Linked DNA regions of Mus musculus: all the other regions are linked to region 2. The links are chromatin contacts, called in public ChIA-PET and HiChIP or PLAC-seq maps. All regions are on one chromosome and are shown on one strand. The core of a region is the stretch at or near the end of the contact, and the rest is flanking DNA. Distances in the headings are between cores, read along the strand shown.

Region 1 (4,079 bases), core at 1,094-3,593, 100 kb before region 2:
AAGTGCAATGTGAGGTGTGTTTTCTTATGTGAATATGTTTATATTAGTGTGTGAAAATGTATATGTGATGTGCGTGCGTGCGTTTATGTGTGTGTGTGTTTTCTGTTATGTGACTTTGCATATATATTTGTATGTTGTGACGAGTATTTGAAAGTGTGTGTATTCTGTGCTGGCTTGTTCTCTGTCTCTCCCCTCCTCTGGGTATATATGTGTTAGTGTATGTGTGTCTGTGTGTCTGTGTGTCTGTTGCTGTATGTGCCAAACCCCACCTCCTATAAGCCCCGCGGCCTTCAAAATGCCACCACAACCTGAGACCCGGGTCTCAAGTGTGCTTGTGAAAGACATTTCAGATTCCAGCCAAGATGACTGCCCAAGCTCAAGGATCCACAGTAAACTTTGAACCCCCTGGTGGTACCGTCCTAAACATTTATCTGCTCCTTCCCCAGCTCCTTGCTACATCTTAAAACGTTTAAAATCATTTCAATTTGATTTTATGTGCATGAGTGTTTTGCTTGTATGCATGTCTGTGTGCCATGTGAAGGCCATAGGAGGTGTTGGATCTCCTGCAGCAGGAGTTGGAGGTTGACATGTGGGTTCTAGGAACCAAAATTGGGTCCTCTGCCAGAGTAGCCAGTGCTCCTAACCTCAGAGCCATCTCTCCAGCCCCTGCTTCTTGAATTTTATGATTAATTTTGTTTTGTTTTTTTTTGAGACAGGGTCTTCCTATACTGCGCAGGCTGGCCTTCAACTCTTTGGCTGAAGAGCCCAACTTGCCTCAGCCTCCTGAGTGCTTGGGACTGTGGGTCTGCCTCCCTCTGGAGCATATAGTTAGTGTTTAGACAGCTACTTGAAAGTAAATAGGCTTCAGCTGTAATAGGCAAGGGGCCAGGGAAGTTCCTACTATTTACAGTAACAGCCACCCCCACAGCCAGATTTGTTTCTTTGTGGCTAAATTCTCGGTGTCAGAGAGCCATGGTTTGGCTACATGGAAGCAGTGGAAAGGGGCCTGTTGAGGGAGAGCTGGTGATCGTCCTAAACACAGCCACACATCCTAAAATGGCTTTTCGGCTGTATCCAGCAGTCACCTATAAGATTAAAGAGTACTGCTTCATAAGCTTATGCACTATCCAGTGCCACTGTAAACTGTCTTGATTTGCACCCTTTGTGGGAAATGTAGCGCCAAATCTTACCTAGCGAGGAAGTTCCTCTAACACCCATAATGATCAATCTTTTAGAAACTTTTAGAATTATGTTATTATTTTGTGTGTGAGTGTTTTACCTTCATGTATGCTTGTGCACCATGTGCATGCTTGGTACCCAAGGAGTCCAAAAGAGGCTGCGAACGCCCCTGGACCTAGAGAACCATGTGATGCTGGGAATGCAACCCCACTTTTAACCACTTTTAACCACTTTTAACCACTGACCCATCGCCCAAGCCCAGTGATTTTTGTTGTTTGCTTGATTTCATTTGGAATTGCTATGCATCCATTTGTCTAAGAATTTCATAAATTCATTGTTTTTAATAGCTGCGTAGTACTCCATTGTGGATGCCTACGAGTGCTTGCTGACAGGAGCCTGATATAGCTGTCTCCTGAGAGGCTCTGCCAGTGCCTGACAAATACAGAAGTGGATGCTCACAGCCATCCACTGGATGGAGCACAGGGTCCCTAATGAAGGAGCTAGAGAAAGGACCCAAGGAGCTGAAGGGGTTTGCAGCCCCATAGGAGGAACATCAATATGAACTAACCAGTATCTCAGACCTCCCTGGGACTAAACCACCAACCAAAGAAAACACATGGTGGGACTCATAGCTCTAGCTGTATATGTAGCAGATGATGGCCTAGTAGGTCATCAATGGGAGGAGAGGCCCTTGGTCCTGTGAAGATTCTATGCCCTAGTATAGGGGAATGCCAGGACCAAGAAGTGGGAGTGGGTGGGTTGGCGAGCAGGGGGTGGAGGGGGAGCGGATAGAGGATTTTCAGAGGGGAAACTAGGAAAGGGGATAACATTTGCAATGTAAATAAAGAAAATATCTAATAAAAAAGAAAGAAAAAAAGAAATTGCTATGCAAACATGCCTTTGGGCATATCTGCCATGAATACTCTAGATTAAGTTCATTGAAGTAGGTGGCACTCTAAAATTTGGGTGGCACCATTCCCTAGGCTGGAACATTCTACTGACTAGGAAAAATCGAGCTGAGCACCAGCATTCACATTTGCTGTCTCTCTTTCTGTCTCTTCCTCTCTGTGTCTCTCTGTTGCCAGCTGCCCCACACTCCTGCCAGTGTGCCATCCCACAATCCCCTGTTCTTTTAACTTCTATATTTGTCACAGCAGTGACTGAAGTAACTAAATTCAACAGTTCAGCCATTGAGTGATACACGGCTATACAAAGCAAATTACTTCATTGTGGTTTTAGGAGGCCAAGAAAGCCCTCTTGTACCCTGACCTTCCTCTATTTCTTCATATCCCATTAATTAAAGACTGTGCTTTCACTAGAGTTTCAAAATAAGGCCAACCATGTAAATTTGCCTCTGGGAAAGGTGTTCAGCTATGTGATGGTTAATTTTAATCATCAACTGATACAACCTAAAATCATCTGGGGAAGAGAGTCTCAGTAAGACATTATATGCAAGGGTCTGTGGGTATGTCTGTTATGGAATTTCACTAATTTCACTAATCAGTGTGGGAAGACCCAGCCCACTCTGGGAAGCATCATCCCCTAGGTAGATGGTTTCAGAACAGTGTAAAAGTAGAGAAAGCAAGCAGAGAACGAATGACCAAGTGAGTAGGCATGTGTACATCCATTGCTCTCTGCTCTCAACTCAGCATGACATGATTATCATTTTGAAGTTCCTGTCTTGATTTCCTAACCACGTTGGCCTATAACCTGGAGTTGTATGGTTGAATAAAACCCTTTTATCCCTTACTTGCTTTTCATCTGGGTATTTTATCACTGCAACACCAATGAAACTAGAATAGAGCATCCAACACAAACCAAACCAAAAGCAGATAGTAGTGGTGTTGGTATTTGTTCTTTGTTTTAGAACCAGGGATCAAACCTAGGTCCTTATAAACCTTTGGCAAGTGATCTACCTCAGGGACATAATCCCAGCTCCTTCTCTTCTTATTGGTTTTTGAGACAGAGTCTCAGTATAGTGCAGGCTATCCTGGAGATGTGTATATACACATATACATCATATACATATATACATAAATACCTATATCTATATATGCTTACACAGCATCCTGATGACCCCAGAAGGAGAGCATCCAGGAAGTAGGTTGAGAGGCCTCACATCCACTCCTGATGATGCCCCCCAGTTTTGCTCAGAACTGAATGCAGCAGAAGGCTCTCCACACCCATGTGCACCACCGTCAGGATACCCATACAGAGTGGCTGCTGGCTTACTCACACCTCTCACTCTAGTGTGAAGAACTGAGCTACACATTCTGATTAGGAACGCATGGCGTGGACTGGCACGAATGCAAAAGAGGGCATTAGAGGGGACGAGTGGGCTTCTCTCACACACAGGAAACCTGCTGACACAAAGGATGCTTCAGTCTTTCCACAGAAAGCTAATTGAATGCACAAATGTAATATTTTTTTCCTGGGTACCTCCAACTTAACACCCAACGAGATGGCATCTTTCACATATATTTACAAAAGCCTTTCTTCACCCAGCAACATCGGTTCAGATTGCTTATAGATGCTGAGATAGCAAGTCACCCTTCTAACGCAATGAGATAAGTCATCTCTATAAACTTTGCTTACTCAAACGTACGGGAGTGAAAGAAATCAGGCCTCAGGCTTTTCTCAATAAATAGAATGAACAGTTAGGACTTGGTGGCTGCAGCGTGTTCTGCCTCATTGCTAGGAGATGTTTCAATTTCTCCCTTTCCTCTTCCCCTTTCTCTCTCTTCCCCTTCAGTGTGTCCCTCCCCACCCCTCCCTGTTTCTCCCTGGCACCAGAGTTTTCATCTCAATCATCGATAGAAAAAGGAGGCAAAGAAACAAGCCACTTATCAAGCCCTGAGGAGAAGTCTAGACGCTGGCGTCCTTGGAAGGCTCAAGATTGA
Region 2 (4,665 bases), core at 724-3,223:
TAATACAGCCAATGTTGGTTAAATGAAAGAAATAAAGAATTGAAGTACTGAGATTAATTTAAGGATTAATCTGTGGGAATGGAAACTGTAACACTTCAAAATCACTTTGGTATCACAGTGCCAGAGGTGTGGGGGAGCATCTGCACAGCACAGAACTATCTAGGGAATACCTAGATATCATGAGAATACCTAGTTCTAGTACTAGGAAGAATTGTAAATGATTCAGTACAGGTTGGACATGGTGGAACACACCTTTAATCCAGCACTCAGGATGCTGAGGCAGGTGGATCTCTCTGAGTACAAGGCCAGACTGATCTCCATAGTGAGCTCCAGGTAAGCCTGGAGACCAGAGAGACCCAGCCCCCACCCCACCCCAAAATATCCCATTATAATTGAGACTGATACGTTATGGTCAATGTTACTTGAGTGAAGGAATTAAACTGAAATATTGACAACAATTCGAGCACTTCTCCACAAGAAAACTGTAATAATGATATAAAATTATAACTAAGAACTTGAGTGTTAGGTTGTCATTTTAGGAATTGAAATCTTTCCAGCTAGGGGGCTGGAGAGATGGCTCAGCAAATGTCCTGAGTTCGAATCCCAGCAACCACATGGTGGCTCACAACCATCTGTAATGGGATCTGATGCCCTCTTCTGGTGTGTCTGCAGACAGCTACAGTGTACTCATATACATAATAAAAAAAATCTTTAAAAATCAGTCAGCTATAACTCAACAAACTTGGTATATGAACAGGGTAATTTCTGAGACCCTGGTGGCTAAAAATTATAAAATCTCTCCAGGCCAGAAATCTCCTTTCCTATGATACCCACCATCCCCAGCTTGTTCCTTCACAGTGGATCAGGAAGAGGACCAACTCACCAGTTCAGCCTTGGTTCACTCATGGTTATGCTAGAGCTCATCTTCCTAGAATTCTCCTTCACTCTAGCCCACAATTATTTCAGCTGGGCAGTGAAGGCTCCCAGAGAGTGAGGGTCGGATCCTTCCTAGAGTCTACAGTTAACTGAAGACAAACAAAAGGTCAAGATCAAACCTATATCACCTTGGGTCATAAAAAGCCTTTGCTTGATTAGCATCTACCTCAAGTGACTAAAACACACAGGCAGGCAGAACGATTCTTTGTAGCAAAGATCCGTTCCCTTTAACTTATGCAAGGAGTGTTAGCCTCAACATTAGCTGAGTTAGTAAGACCCCAAACCAGAAGGGTGCCCTGTGTTCTCGCATTGTTTACATTATGGCAGGGCTGTCTTCCCTTCCCCTCACTCCCTTACCACCAATACAAATCGTGTTTCCATTTCCTCTAGTTATATACAGCTATGGAGGCGGTCTATGACATGCGATGCACACAGAAAAGGCTCTCTGGATCCCAGGGACCGTGTCCTTTTCAAAGAGAACTTTGCACTTGTGACACTCAGGTGCGAGCAACTCCAGAAAACAATTCACAGGCACCTTTAAAGGTGTCATCGGAATTAACGCTGTAGCTTGACTTCTTCACTCACGCTGGGTGTCTGTCCCTGTCATCCCGTGCGGCCTTGAGATACTTAGGAGTCCAATGCAGGAACTGGCCTCTGGGTCCCTATGGGGTCTCAGGGGCGTCCCTCTCCGCCTACCACCTACCTCTCCTTTCCCCTGAGTGTGGGGCTGAGGGGGAGGGGAGGGAACTACAGAGAAGCAAAGGGAGACAAAAGTATCGGGGAAGGAGAGGGGTCGAATGAGGAAAGCCTTAGGGCCTGTGAGGGAAGCCGCCGAGGAAGACACGTGAGGGAAGCCGCCGAGGAAGGCCTGTGAGCAAAGTCCGGTGAGGCGCTGCCTCAGACCCGCGTCGCCATGTTCCCTCTCCCGCCCCTCGCGTTCCCGACGAGCCGGAGTCGGCGCGCAGCCGCCTTTCCGCCCACCTCAGGGTCCCAAGCGGCTCTGGCCCCCGAGAAAAGCCGACGCTTCCACACACGTTTTGTGCTGAACTCACTGCTGCCCGCCTACGAAGGCCTCATTTAAAAGCCCCGAGGGCGCCCGCACGGCCGCGCGTGATGACGTCACGCGAGCGCCGCGGGACGGGCCTGCGCGCGAATGCAAAGGGAGGACTGGCCACAGTGTTAAGGGACCAGGTAGACCCAGGCTGTAACTTCAGGCTTCCCTCATTCTGATCCTGACTCGTCAGTAGTTTTTATGTGTGTGCTTGATTGTCTGTCTGTCTGTCTGTCTTAGAAATAGTGTCTCAAGTAGGGCAGGTTCACTTTAAATATCCTATGTACTCCAGCCAAGGCTAACCTTGAACTTCTCATCCTTATGACCCCCACATCCTGAGTGTTGGGATTACAGACATGCACTACCACCACACCCCATGTATACGGTGTTGGAAAGGGAACCTAATCTTTCAGGATGACAGGCAAGCACCCTACCAAGTTACATATTCAGCCCCTATCATCAATTTTTATTACATACAGATAAGGGTTTTGGAAAGGTCTAAATAAGACAAAGAATGAAGCTATATTTAGCGCACTACTCAACACATACTAGGCTCTCATTACACCCAAAATCTCCACTCCACTCTCTTTTTCATTTTAGAGATAGGCCAATGTCTGCTAGTGGGCCTTCGAGTCTCTCACGCTATTCTTGCAGCAATTCATTAAAAAGAGATGGATTAAGCACAAATATTTTCTGTTTGGTGTTGAGTGCAAGAAGGACCAAAACTAAAACCGGCTTTTCCAGAACTTCTGATTTTTGGGACTCTAAGTCATCGTGTGTAAACGGATCAAAAAAGAGAGTGACGAGCCACTTTAAGTGTTACTGGGGCTGGAGAAAAGGCTTGGTAGTTAAGACTGTTTGCTGCTGTTCTTCCAGAGGACTCAAGTTCAGTCCTCAGCACCCACATGAGGTGGCTCACAAACATTTGTTATCCAGCTCCTGAGGATTTGGTACCTACCCGCTGCCCTCCTACCTGCTGCCCTCCGAGAGTACCCAAACACATGTGGTACACACATGGAGACATTTAAATAAAAATAAATCTTTTAAGACAAGATGTTGTGGCTAGAACCATAAATGATGACCCCCTTTTAAGCTGGGTGTGGTGGCGCACGCCTTTAATCCCAGCACTCGGGAAGCAGAGACAGGCAGATTTCTGAGTTCGAGGCCAGCCTGGTCTACAGAGTGAGTTCCAGGATAGCCAGAGCTACACAGAGAAACCCTGTCTCGAAAATAAATAAATAAATATTTAAAAATAAAAATAAATAAATAATAAATAAATAAATATTCCCCTTTCAAGTTTACTCATCTTAATCTTCCCTCTTTCACTTGCTTGAAATATCTGATTCTCTTCTATATGTCTTTTGTGTATTTTCTAGTAACATTACTGTTTTAACACACCCATGATGTTATCTTTCTTTCACTTCTGAGTCCCCCATGAAGTATCCATTGTAAGGTAAGGTTGGTAGTCCCCAGTTTCCTCAGTTTTTGCTTATCTTGGAAGATCTTTGTTTCCCCCTCATTTCTGAAGAATAGCTCTGCTGAGTATAGTGATCCTGATTGGCAGTTGTTTTCTTTCCTGACTTGAAATATGTCATTCTGTGCTTTCCTTGCCTGTAGGGCTTTTACTGAGAAATTTCCTCTTACTCTAATGGGGCTTCTATTAAATGTGATTTAGTGCTTTGCAGATTTTACAGTTCTTTTCTATCACGTATTTAGCTGTTATCTTGCTGCTGTTCTGGGGATTTAACCCCGAGCTTTAAGTATGCTAACCAGGCATTAGCGCTGAGCTGTAGCCCCAGTGCTGCCCTATCCTCTTGACAGTGTGGTTATGTAATGGTGATGGTTCTTTCTGCTCATGTCTTTTCTGGGGATCCAGAGGTCTCCGGTTTATGAGTGTCCAATACCTTTCTGAAGCTAGGGAAGCTTTCTGTTAGCATTTCATTTAATGACTGTTCTACACATTTAAACTTTATTCTCTTGACCTGGGTATGGCAGTGATAGAAATGTTTGTCCCCCATTCAATGCTGTCTCCCAAAATCTTGAATGTCCTTTTTTTTCTCTTTTGTTCTGAATTTGATAGTTTGAAAGGTATGCCTTTAAGTTCTCACAGTCTCTCTTCCACTTGATGTGCTCTGTAGTTGAGGCTTTCACGTGAATTTTCTAAAAGATATTTATTTTTAAAATAAATTATTTCAGGTTTATGTGTCTTGTTTTATGTGCATAAATGTTTTGCCTGCACATATGTCTGTGTGTGCAGTGCCTGTAGGGCATCAGAAGAGGGCGTTATAGTCCCTGAAAGTGGAGCTATTGGATGTCTGTGAATCACCATGTGGGTGCTGGAACAAATGCTCTTAACTGCTGAGCCATCTTTTCAGCCATTATCTATTTTAATTTATTTTAATTTAATTTTAAGTGTATATTTGCACACGTATGTATGCATGTATGTATGTATGTGCACTATGTATATGTAGTATCACATGCCAGAAGAGGGTGTTGGATCCTCTGCAACTGGATTACAGACACCATGTGAGTGCTCAGAACTGAACTCAGGTCCTCTACAGGAGCAACCAGTGAGTGCTCTTAGCCACTGAGCCAGCTTTCTAATCCTCAAATGAACTTTATTTTTTATTTTTATTTTTTCTAGACTCGCTCCTGATTTTAAGCATTTCTGTTTGGTT
Region 3 (4,009 bases), core at 1,249-3,748, 98 kb after region 2:
TGTATTTATTAATGACTGCACTGGGCACTACTTACTATTTTTCAATAGCATTTAAAAATGAGTAAATTACTGAAGCTCAACTATAAAAGAATCTCACATTTCAAAGGCAAGGGGGTGGGGGGAGAGAAAGAGCGTATCATTTCAAACCATCCCTAATACTTGCATGGCTGGTTTTATTTTCAATGTAATATTCAAGGGGTGTGTGTGTGTGTCTTCAGCTCCTGACTCTTGTTCTAAGCTCAGCATTTTGGAATATACATGACATGAGTTGGGGAACAGGGACATAGACCCGGTGATTAATTAAGAGCTGGTTTAACAGGTCTAAATTTCATTCTCTCTCTCTCTCTCTCTCTCTCTCACACACACACACACACACACACATACACACACCTGTTAAGTACCACATGTCTGATTCAGCAAGACTCCACCCACAAGGTTAATGAGAGAGTGAGAGAGAGAGAGAAGGAGAGGAGGAGGAGGAGGAGGAGGAGGAGGAGGAGGAGGAGGAGGAGGAGGAGGAGGAGGAGGAGAGAAGAGAGATTGCAAACCGAGGTCCCAAATTATGTTGTCAAGGGTAATTCACCAACCAACTACAAGCTCACCCAGTTTAAACTGTCCTATTTGGTGGGGGATTTCATGTGGCATATTAGGTGAAGTTTGAGATGCCCACCTTGGTACCGAGTTTGCTGCCTGAAGGAAGAGGATCCGATCTCTCCTGTGAGGAATCTTTCCTAAGTAAATGGCAAGTGGTAGGAGGGAAATTGGTTCTCATTTGCCCTGCCTTAGGAAGTGAGGAACTGCAAGCCACATCCCCCCACCCCCCACTCCCCTAAAGGATCTGGCCATGAGGTAAAGCATTCCTCCCTTTGTCTTAAGCTCCCCTTTGATGTGCAAGTCACTGGTGGAGTAAACCGTGATGACTTTGATGTTGAACTTGGAGACTTTATTGTTACTAGCATGCCTATAAGGAGAGCCGCCAGTCACTTCTCACATCTGAACAACCATGTTCCTTTACAGCCCCTTTTTTACAAGCATCAAATCCTTAAATACATGTTTTCCCATTCCTGTTGATTACTATGCTATCTGTGGTGGGGGAGGGCTGTGCTCCAATGTAATTGCAGCACCCACGTTTTCTGTAAACACCCCGAGGCGAGGCATCGTCAGATGGCTGGTAACCAAACTCCCTCAACAAGAGAAGCTTAACTGCAAAACAAATTTCTAGCAAATAAAAACATCCCGAGAAACTCTCTGAGCCATTTTAGTAGTCAAAAGGAGGAGTTTGGTCAGTATTTCTCCTAAGCAACCATTTGAAACGACACAGAAACTGTAAAAGAGTTGGCGGCGGCGGCAGGGGCCTGCGGAGAGGCTGCCAAAAGTTTGAACCATCTTAACTCATTGTAACAACTTTGTTTCTCTGCAGTGGTGGAAACAGGAAACTTCTGTTAAGACGATTCTGCTGGATAGAAGCCTGGCTTTCCCTTTAAATTTCTACCCAACCAGAAACAGGCAATGTGCTCAGTCTTTAAAGGAGCTGTTGAAGATACAACTCTAATTTCACGTGCTGACTCCCATCAGATTTTTCTTTCCAAACTTTGTTTAATCACTTCTGGAAATGTCAAATATCATCCCCTCACCCCAACCCTCACTTACATCACAGGAAACTGGTGTCTAACAGACCCTTCTCCTTCGATCAACATTGTAATAAAACTCAAGTTCTTTTGGATTTCTGGCTTCAGATGAAGTAGGGACAGATCTCCATGTTTCCTTCTGGTTCTGTTTGCTGTTGTTGTTTTGTTTGTTTGTTTGTTTGTTTTTAAGCAGGTGGCCCAGGAGGCACAGCATTTCTGCCTGCTAATCACTGGGGAGAAATGGGGGGGTGTACTACATCTCTTAGGGATCTGGGGCTTTAGTGTGCCGTTGGGAATACAATCACGGTGGAATACAGTGGTTTAGGCTGTTTGGTGGTCTTCATTTTTCAGTTAATACCCCACTCCTAGGTTTCAACTCAACCATCAAAAATGGAAAAGGCTTTGGGCTAGAACTTGATAAAGCAGGGCTGTAATTTGCCAGAACTAAGTTTAGGCATATTTGTTAATATTAATGAAAGCCTTCTTGTTTTAAAATGTATTTAAATAGCTGGCATTAGTAATTACCTCTTTCTACCTTAGAATTTTCACTTCCAAAAGGAGCTGGTTAGCCGACTGAAGTATCTTAAGCAGTTATAGTTGGGGACAGGGAGTAAAGAAGTCAGCAGGCTTCTGTGTGCCTTTCCTACATCTTGAACGAGAGACCCCAGCCCACCTTTCAACTGTAACGGAAACATTTTTTTTTCTTATAGAAACATGAACTCTGGAAAAGACCTTGGCAGCTGTCAATCACAACCTTCTAATTTTACAAACAGGGCAAGAAGGCAAGCGAAGAAAACCTGCCAGTTACCATGCAGCAGATCCAGACTAGAGCCCATGCCTTCATCCGCTTCCCTCCACACGCAGGCTGGGGCTTTCCACTCCTCAACACCGTGTGGCAACTGGGGGCCCAGATGACTCATGCATCAAATAAAGGTGTTGAACTTAAGCGATTTCTCAATCAGAATCATCTATGCAGCTTACAATTTACCAGCACATGCGATCCACCAAGGCCATCAGACCAAAATCACCAGAATCTCAAATAGAACACGCACACACAAATACACATATATTGTTTAAAATTTGACTTTTAAGTACATGTCTGTGTGTGTGTGTGTGTGTGTGTGTGTGTGTGTGTGTGTATGTGTGTGGGGGGTATGTGCACATGAGTACAGGAGGCCAGTAGAGCGTGTTGGATTGGGTTGATTGGCCTGGCATGAGCACTGTGACTAAAACTCAGGTCCTCTGTAAGCAGTGTGAAGTTTTAAAAGCTCCAGCTCTCTAATCCCTAAGAGCCTGTATACCTTGAAAGTTCCATCCTGTCTAATATACTGACAATACTGGGTGCTGAGAGACCAGAGAGCCTCTGAGATCCGTTCTAGGCCTGCTGCAGGGCGTTTAGCAAGGTTTGGGGAAAGCCTGTGACTGAGCTCTCTTTTTGCTCATCCACCAAGCCATCCTACTTCTGTCAGACTGGTTGTGCTGCTGGAGTTACCTATATGAAGGCAGCTGGCATGTTTACTCAAACATTACCCACCACAGCATACACTCACCAAGGACACAGACTACATATGTCATGGTCACCACTGTCTGAGTAGCCCACAGCATTGAAGCTGCCCCAAGCAATGGGGTAGGTATATTGCACAACCACCTCCCAGGGCCAGAGTCAGTTGGAGTGTTGTCTGCCTCCACACCACTCAGAGTCCAACTTTACTGGCGTTTCCAGATGAAAACTCACTCTACACAAAAGGCAGGGTGTCTGGTTATTGGAATCAGAGACAGGGTGTCTGGTCATTTGGAGTAGGAGGTAGGATGTCTGGTCATTAACCCCACTCCCCCAGCTTGGCCACTGCAGACACACTGAGAGGATGCTTAGGCCGGAGAAAGGCCCTTTTGTTCATAGGAAGTGCTGAGGAAGAGCTTAGGAGTAGGGAATCTTTACTTTGTTGCTGAAAAAAATAACATTAAATTAAAAAAAAAAAGATAGAAAAGGTAACACAGGAAAGACATTGCTGTTTCCATTAGAGTTGGCTGGACTCTGTGGCCAACTCCCCCACCTGCTCTGGGAGATTCAGTTCCCACATACAGGTCTGGAGTCAATGTTGCAAACAGAGGCCAGAACTCCAGACAGTGTCATTCAGGAAAAGGAGTAGAGAGCTTTGCCATTATCATAAGCGCCCTTATTGGACTGCCTAGACTGCCTCAGGACCCTCTCCTGTTTAGGTCACGTGGGGTTAAGAGATCTGGGGGTAACATTCCACCCACTTCCTCCTTCATGCTAGTGTTTAGCAAGGCCACAGAAAACGATTCCAAGTGTGGCTGTTACTGAAGTGATGACAGAAATCCCTTACATTGGGTTCCCATCTCTATTTCTCTTCAGAGGA

The links. ChIA-PET counts read pairs in DNA pulled down with a chosen protein or histone mark. HiChIP or PLAC-seq counts read pairs in DNA pulled down with a chosen protein or histone mark.
Region 1: an H3K4me3 HiChIP or PLAC-seq map of bone marrow-derived macrophages shows a contact between it and region 2, with 2.8 times the contacts expected there. The contact joins the enhancer-like site here to the promoter of Ice2 in region 2. A contact is called at or near these places in 26 of 39 promoter capture datasets (the 3T3-L1 cell line, 3T3-L1-derived adipocytes, the C10 cell line and 16 more), 1 of 15 datasets of contacts at CTCF or cohesin (CD8 T cells), 10 of 484 Hi-C or Micro-C datasets (8-cell embryo, the G1E-ER4 cell line, bone marrow-derived macrophages and 5 more), 26 of 115 datasets of contacts at active chromatin or transcription factors (the HPC-7 cell line, the NIH/3T3 cell line, the SCID.adh cell line and 19 more) and 3 of 9 other capture datasets (adipose tissue, liver and macrophages).
Region 3: an RNA polymerase II ChIA-PET map of effector CD8 T cells shows a contact between it and region 2, with 25 read pairs. The contact joins the enhancer-like site here to the promoter of Ice2 in region 2. A contact is called at or near these places in 4 of 39 promoter capture datasets (the 3T3-L1 cell line, 3T3-L1-derived adipocytes, hippocampal neurons and 1 more), 1 of 484 Hi-C or Micro-C datasets (embryonic stem cells), 5 of 115 datasets of contacts at active chromatin or transcription factors (the SCID.adh cell line, effector CD8 T cells, embryonic stem cells and 2 more) and 1 of 9 other capture datasets (adipose tissue).

What each region holds. Positions count from the first base shown.
Region 1 is chr9:69,498,090-69,502,168 of GRCm38.p6, reverse strand. No RefSeq gene overlaps it. Among named protein-coding and RNA genes, the nearest start is that of Mir3109, 43 kb to the right of the region's middle. Within about 2 kb of position 2,343, at least 2 of the 459 cell types and tissues checked have an H3K27ac peak or open chromatin away from gene starts, as enhancers often do. A contact at or near this core is called in bone marrow-derived macrophages, where this site is marked.
Region 2 is chr9:69,395,306-69,399,970 of GRCm38.p6, reverse strand. Ice2 (interactor of little elongation complex ELL subunit 2) reads right to left here and starts at 1,973. Exons shown (of 16, transcript NM_145618.3): 1 at 1,918-1,973; 2 at 884-1,025. The coding sequence starts at 924.
Region 3 is chr9:69,298,985-69,302,993 of GRCm38.p6, reverse strand. The region is part of intron 2 of Rora (RAR-related orphan receptor alpha); the gene reads right to left. Gm46153 (a long non-coding RNA gene) reads left to right here. Exons shown (of 2, transcript XR_001779364.2): 2 at 2,339-2,574. Among named protein-coding and RNA genes, the nearest start is that of Gm46153, 4.6 kb to the left of the region's middle. Within about 2 kb of position 2,498, at least 58 of the 459 cell types and tissues checked have an H3K27ac peak or open chromatin away from gene starts, as enhancers often do. A contact at or near this core is called in the SCID.adh cell line, adipose tissue, effector CD8 T cells and 1 more, where this site is marked.